Linked DNA regions of Ovis aries: region 1 is linked to region 2. Evidence: chromatin contacts called from public Hi-C data. All regions are on one chromosome and are shown on one strand. The core of a region is the stretch at or near the end of the contact, and the rest is flanking DNA. Distances in the headings are between cores, read along the strand shown.

Evidence for each region. Hi-C and Micro-C count contacts between places; a contact is called where the count stands out from the background.
Region 1: a contact with region 2 is called in a Hi-C map of muscle, with 10 times the contacts expected there. The contact joins two enhancer-like sites. A contact is called at or near these places in 13 of 16 Hi-C or Micro-C datasets (blood, hypothalamus, mesenteric adipose tissue and 6 more).

Annotation. Positions count from the first base shown.
Region 1 is chr10:74,957,405-74,960,318 of ARS-UI_Ramb_v3.0, forward strand. No RefSeq gene overlaps it. Among named protein-coding and RNA genes, the nearest start is that of TRNAC-ACA, 2.4 kb to the left of the region's middle. Within about 2 kb of position 1,652, at least 5 of the 54 cell types and tissues checked have an H3K27ac peak or open chromatin away from gene starts, as enhancers often do.
Region 2 is chr10:74,789,939-74,793,009 of ARS-UI_Ramb_v3.0, forward strand. FARP1 (FERM, ARH/RhoGEF and pleckstrin domain protein 1) reads left to right here. Exons shown (of 27, transcript XM_042255017.2): 25 at 2,153-2,260; 26 at 2,609-2,760. Among named protein-coding and RNA genes, the nearest start is that of TRNAC-ACA, 29 kb to the right of the region's middle. Within about 2 kb of position 1,788, at least 4 of the 54 cell types and tissues checked have an H3K27ac peak or open chromatin away from gene starts, as enhancers often do.

The sequences.
Region 1 (2,914 bases), core at 402-2,901, 170 kb after region 2:
ATCTTTGCCTTTTTAGGCTGCATGTACTGATTTGATTTTAAAAGCTAATTAAAAAAAATATACTGCATTAGTACAGAGTATTCAAGTTGGATTGTGTTTGGACAGTCATTTTGATTCAGGTGGGTGAGGGCAGATTTCATGCACCCAAATCTCTGGTGAGAAGACTTTCTGGGTGCCTCGCGTCTATCTTGTCAAAATAAACTTGGCGTAGCAGGTGGCCGGCCACTCTGCACACAATCTTGCCGAGCTACTGGCTAAGGGAACGGTAATCTGAAAGCCTCTCAGCACTGTTTACTGAAGAACAAAGGAAGGGCTCGTGCAGTGCTGTTTCCTAGCTCTGCTGCTAAAACCACATTGTTTAAGGTCCACCATTCTTTGAAATTTTTTAAAATTGCAACAGGATAGAAATTTCAAAGACCAGTCAAAAGGCTTCACACGCACTCAATCACTACTAAATAACATACCGACCTGATAATCTGTTCTAACAACAGCACCGGGGAAATCGGAACCATGCCTTGGAGAGTTTACGTCTAAACACACCTGACATATTTACAGAAACGGACACGTGCCCGTGTTTCAGCTGAACCATCCTGCTTTCTGCACTGGTCTTCACACACCTTCGAGTGACTCACGGTGCTTTAGAAGTTGCATTTTCCCCAGGAAAGATTCGCTAGTATTGATGGGAGACAGGAGTTCCAGCCTAAAGTTCATAGTTTTGAGTAGTTGTCTTCAGTGACCCACACCACGCTTCCATACACTCACTAGCTCCAAAGTTGTTCCTGAAGGGCACACAGAAGCAGAGTTTCCACCGCGTTTGACAGCTTCTATTGTGCTCTTCCATGATAGCGAAAGCTGTGTGTCAGCCTCTGTTACTGATACTCCCTGTTGTGTTTAGGAAAAAACCCAGATGCCCAGGCTACAACCCCAGAATGCTGAATCTGGGTCTAGGGAGGCACAGGCACTGGGGCTCCTCAGATGATGCTAAGGAGGAGCTCAGGTTGAAAGCCATTGACAGCTTCCCGATACACACAGGAAAGAACCTCAGGTCTTATCACGGCCCCCAAAGGCCCTGCACGACCAGTCTGGTCGCCCTGCCCTCGTTCCCTGCTCACCACACTCTGGATGTGGGCACCTCTTGGCTGTTTTTAGACCCAGGAACCCTATTCCCATCTCAAGCACCTGCTCTTGTCAGGATCCTCCGGAATGTTCTGTCCCTGTCTTGCTCCCTTACTCCATGCAGGTCTCTGCTCAGATGTCACCATTTCAGACAGGCCCTCCTGGGCTGCTCCTTCTAAATATCGGGCTTCACCCCTCACTCAGTTTATTTTTTCTTCATAGCACTTTATCAACACCTGACACTACATTTATTAGTTTATCTGGCCTATATCAGTGTCTGGAAAGTGGGAGAAGCTTAATAAATATGTACCGTACATATATAAATGAGTGGATGAGGATGTAAGTTAAATAACGCAAACTGCTGCGCTTGATAAATGTGAGTTTTTTTCCCAATTACACAAAGCCAGCGGCTTCCAGATGCTGCCTGGTGCCAAATCGGGGAACAGCGACCCCTGCTGGAATCTGTACCCGAGTTCCAGAGAGAACAGAGTCTATTCATGCCAGTCCCAAGAATGAACCGTTTAGAAAAAAAATACATAGTGTATGATGAGACCTTCGTATGTGCATTCATGAAACATTCCTAATAAGGTATTCCCGACATTTACAAAAGCCTTTTGCTGGCACGTTGTCCCAAGTTTTTCCAAGGGTGTTCTCTCTTCTGCCATCTTGTGGCCAAACTGGGGAACTTTCAGGAGAGCAGTTTGTGATGGCCTGCCTTCCCTGATAGCTCAGTTGGTAAAGAATCCGCCTGGAATGCAGGAGACCTCGGTTCGATTCCTGGGTCGGGAAGATCCGCTGGCGAAGGGATAGGCTCCAGTTCAGTCGCTCAGTCGTGACTGGTTCTTTGCTACCCCACGGACTGCAGCACCCCAGGCCTCTCTGTCCATCACCAACTCCCAGAGTTTACCCAAACTCATGTGCATTCAGTCAGTGATGCCATCCAACCATCTCATCCTCTGTTGCCCCCTTCTCCTCCTGCCCTTAATCTTTCCCAGCATCAGGGTCTTTTCCAATGAATCAGCTCTTCACATCAGGTGGCCAAAGTATTGGAGTTTCAGCTTCAGCATCAGTCCTTCCAATGAGTATTCAGGACTGATCTCCTTTAAGATGGACTGGTTGGATCTCCTTGCAGTCCAAGGCTTGGACTCTCAAAAGCCTTCTCCAGCACCACAGTTCAAAAGTGTCAATTCTTCAGCACTCAGCTTTCTTTATGGTCCAACTCTCACATCCATACATGAACACTGGGAAAACCATAGCCTTGACTAGATGGACCTTTGTTGGCTACCCACTCCAGTATTCTTGGGCTTCCCTTGTGGCTCAGCTGCTGAAAAATCCACCTGCAATGCGGAAGACCTGGGTTTGATCCCTGCGCTGGGACGATCCCCTGGAGAAGGGAAAGGACCCACTCTAGTGTTCTGGAGTAGAGAAGCCCGTGGGCTAGACAATCACAAAGAGTCAGACACGGCTGAGCTACTTTCAATTCACTTTTTTCTTTTCTGCTTAGTCAAAAGGAAGAATCTGGGCTGGGCTTGCCCAGGGCCATTTGGTAAAATACCTGTGGTCATTTAACCAGGACCCCAGTGCTACCCAGCTTCTCCGGCTTCTGTTTTTTAGAAACAGGAAGCAACCGAAATGATAGCCTCAATTGGTGGCTTCTGCTGGGGGACAGCAGAGAGAAGTGTCTGAGGGCCACCTCCCCAGAGCTCAGGACAGCTCGACCTTTGTAGTCCCATTCTGATAGATCCCTGCACCAACCCATCCAGCTAGACTTTGACGATCTGGTCTGGGGACTCAGTAA
Region 2 (3,071 bases), core at 538-3,037:
GTTGTCTGAGACGATTCTCTGGCAGTGACTGTCAGTTCCAGACAAGTGCTTTTATTGAGTTTCCCTGCTACAGATGTTTTAAAACCCATGCTTCCTTCTGAAATCATCCTCAGGGGACTCTGTGCCCGCCGTCCCTGGCCTTTGGATGGGCTGGGCTGTCAGTGAACCACCCCACGCCCCCCTCCAGAGAGGGGTTCTCCCTCTTCCCAAGAAAATACCCATCCTCCTCCTCCCTCCCTTCATACTTCGCAGGGCATCTGTTGGCAGAGCTTGCCAACCAGAGATTTCCTCCAGGGAACAGGGATGTTTCCAGCAAGGAAGGAGCAGGGAAGAAGAACCAGTGATCTTCCCTGAAGAGATACCTGATCAGATCTGCTGTCCAGGCGAGGCTACGGGGAAGGGCCGTGCTGTGCATGAGAAATCCTCTTTATACTCATCTTTACGTGTAGTCAGGGCCATAGAGAAGTAGAGAATTCGGTAAGAAACCGCCTCTTTAATCCCTGGAGGCACACAGGACGCCGCCCAGACACAGCCCTCTGGGTGACAGTCAGCCTTGTGCAACCCCGTGTGTGCAGGGTCGGCTGAGTGGCAGAGCCGGTCAGCACGTGGTGACCACAGCCCAGATCCTGCCCACCTCCTGCCTGGTTCTAGCCTGTCAGTGAAGAATGGGGGTTTTCCATTTTTGAATGGTTACTATAGAGATCCAAATACTTGCTCTGTGATCCTTGGAGGAAAAATCTGCTGAGGGCTGCAGCCCATGGAAGTGAGCCCCAGGCCAGTGGTTTTAAGGTGGCAGTTCCAAAGACAACTGCAGCCAAGAGAAAGGATTTTTTGGACTCTGTCTGGAGGAAGTTATTGGATTCAGTATAAAAAAATAAGCAGCATAAGGAAAGAAAAATGTGCTAATCTCCTTCCTCCACAGTGAGACGTGTGTGGAACCTTAACACTGTTGCAGAAGCATCAAAGCACCGCTTGGTTGCCACGCTCACCTGCTGAAACTCCCGCCAGTGGGCGAGTGGCAGCCGGAAGGGGTGATGGCACACTGTCCGCAGTGCCCCTGGCCATGGGCAACAGCTCTGCCTCCTTCCTTCCCTCAGCCGACCACTCCGTTTGCCCATCAGACCGCGGGCAACCTGTCGTCAATTTAAACTCCTTTCTTAGGGGCGTTAATTAAAAGTGCCTGTTTGAGTAAATACAGAAAAGTCCCAAAGGGAGAGAGTACAGTAGACAGGTATAATTGTATATATATATTTTTTATTGTGGTGAGTTTGCCTATTTCACCATTTTGAAGTGAACGATTTAGTGGTGGCGATGACAAGGCTATGCGATCGTCACCGTCCACTTCTTTTCGTTGAGTCTTCCTGGCAAGGAGCTGCTGGCTTATCAGAGTCGTGGAGGCGCCTTCTTAGGGTCCTCCGAGAGGTGACACGGGGGCTCTGGAGGGAGGACTCGGCTGGGAGTGCACAGTGATGTGAGTTCAGGAATGCCTGATCCCACCAGTGCTGTCTGTGCAGGGCGGAGGACGGCCTCAGAAGGCACTGCGTTGAAAGCTACGTTCCAGCCACAGCCACCAGGTGGCGGTCAGGAGCCGCTGGCTGGCGTGGGGCTCCCCAGAGCTTAGAATGGACAGGGAGGGGTCCTTTCTCAGAGATGCTGTAACAAACACCGCCAACAGGTTGTCCTGGAGGTCAGAAATCCAGACTCACTGTGGCTAGGGGCACAGGCTCCCTCTGAAGCCCGTGAGGCAGGAAGCTTCCTCGCCTCCCCGGCTTCTGGGGTTGAAGGCCAGCCTTGGTGTGTTGGGGGGTGTAGACACATCGCTTGAGTCAGTCTGGGTCCACGTAGGCACGTCCTCTCCTCATGAGGACGTCAGCCATAGTGGATACAGGCCTGTATCCTCCTCATTCTACATCTGATGACCCTATTTCCCTGTATGGTCCCATTGGGAGGTACTGGAGGGGGGAGTTAGGACTTCAAGATATTACTGGAGGACATCATTCAACCAGACAGGAAAGTAAACCAGGTTCAAGTCACTCTCCCAAGGGTTTCGCCCCCTACCAGGGAGAAAGGTCATTTTGGTAAGTCATCCTTGGGAAGCCTGTCCGTGGGGGCGCCCCCACCTGTACTCCTTCCAGGCCTCCCTGTCTTGCAGAATCAGCTGTCTGGGAACCTGCTGAGGAAATTCAAAAACAGCAACGGGTGGCAGAAGCTGTGGGTGGTCTTCACGAACTTCTGCCTCTTCTTCTACAAATCGCACCAGGTAGGTGGATGCTGAAGGACCCTCCCCCAGCACCCTCTGATCTTGGGGGACAGGCAGCTTTCCTCTGGAAGGATGAACTTGAGCCGCCCAGCCAGGCCATGCAAGGGCACAGCCATCAGAGACCCCTCAGGTCCAAGTGGAGGCTTCCACCTTGAAAAGGGCCATCTGTCTGCCGGTTGGACCAGGGAGGGGGGAGATGGCTTTAACAGGTTGCTGACACGCTGGTGTCCAGCTAACCCATCCAGGCCAGGACCTCTCAGCTAAAACTGACCATGATAGGGCGAGAGGCTGCAGGCAGGCTCCACGCCTGCGGCCGCCTCTCCAAAACACCCCCTACCCTCTTTCCAGGACAATCACCCCCTTGCCAGCCTGCCTCTGCTTGGCTACTCGCTCACCATCCCCTCAGAGTCCGAGGACATCCACAAAGATTACGTGTTCAAGCTGCATTTCAAGTCCCACGTGTACTACTTCAGGGCCGAAAGCGAATACACGTTTGAAAGGTAAGTGTTCCTCGGCACCTGCAGACGGGACACTTCTCCTGAGCTGTGGGCAGTCTCCCAAGCGAGTGAGCGTTGTAAGGCCATCCTACCAGCAGCTACCTTCAGCCCAGACATCCGCTTCTTTAAGTATCTCATAAGATCTGGGTTCCCTCTGGCCAATGCAAGGATGCACCTGTTTCCCTAGGATAATGGAAGCGTGACTTTCCCTGGAAACATCAGGCCTTAACCTGGACGCTGGTTCAGACACTATGCATGGCACACTTTTTGATCTTGAACTTGTTTTCCAGTTAATGGCAAAAGTAGCTGAGCCC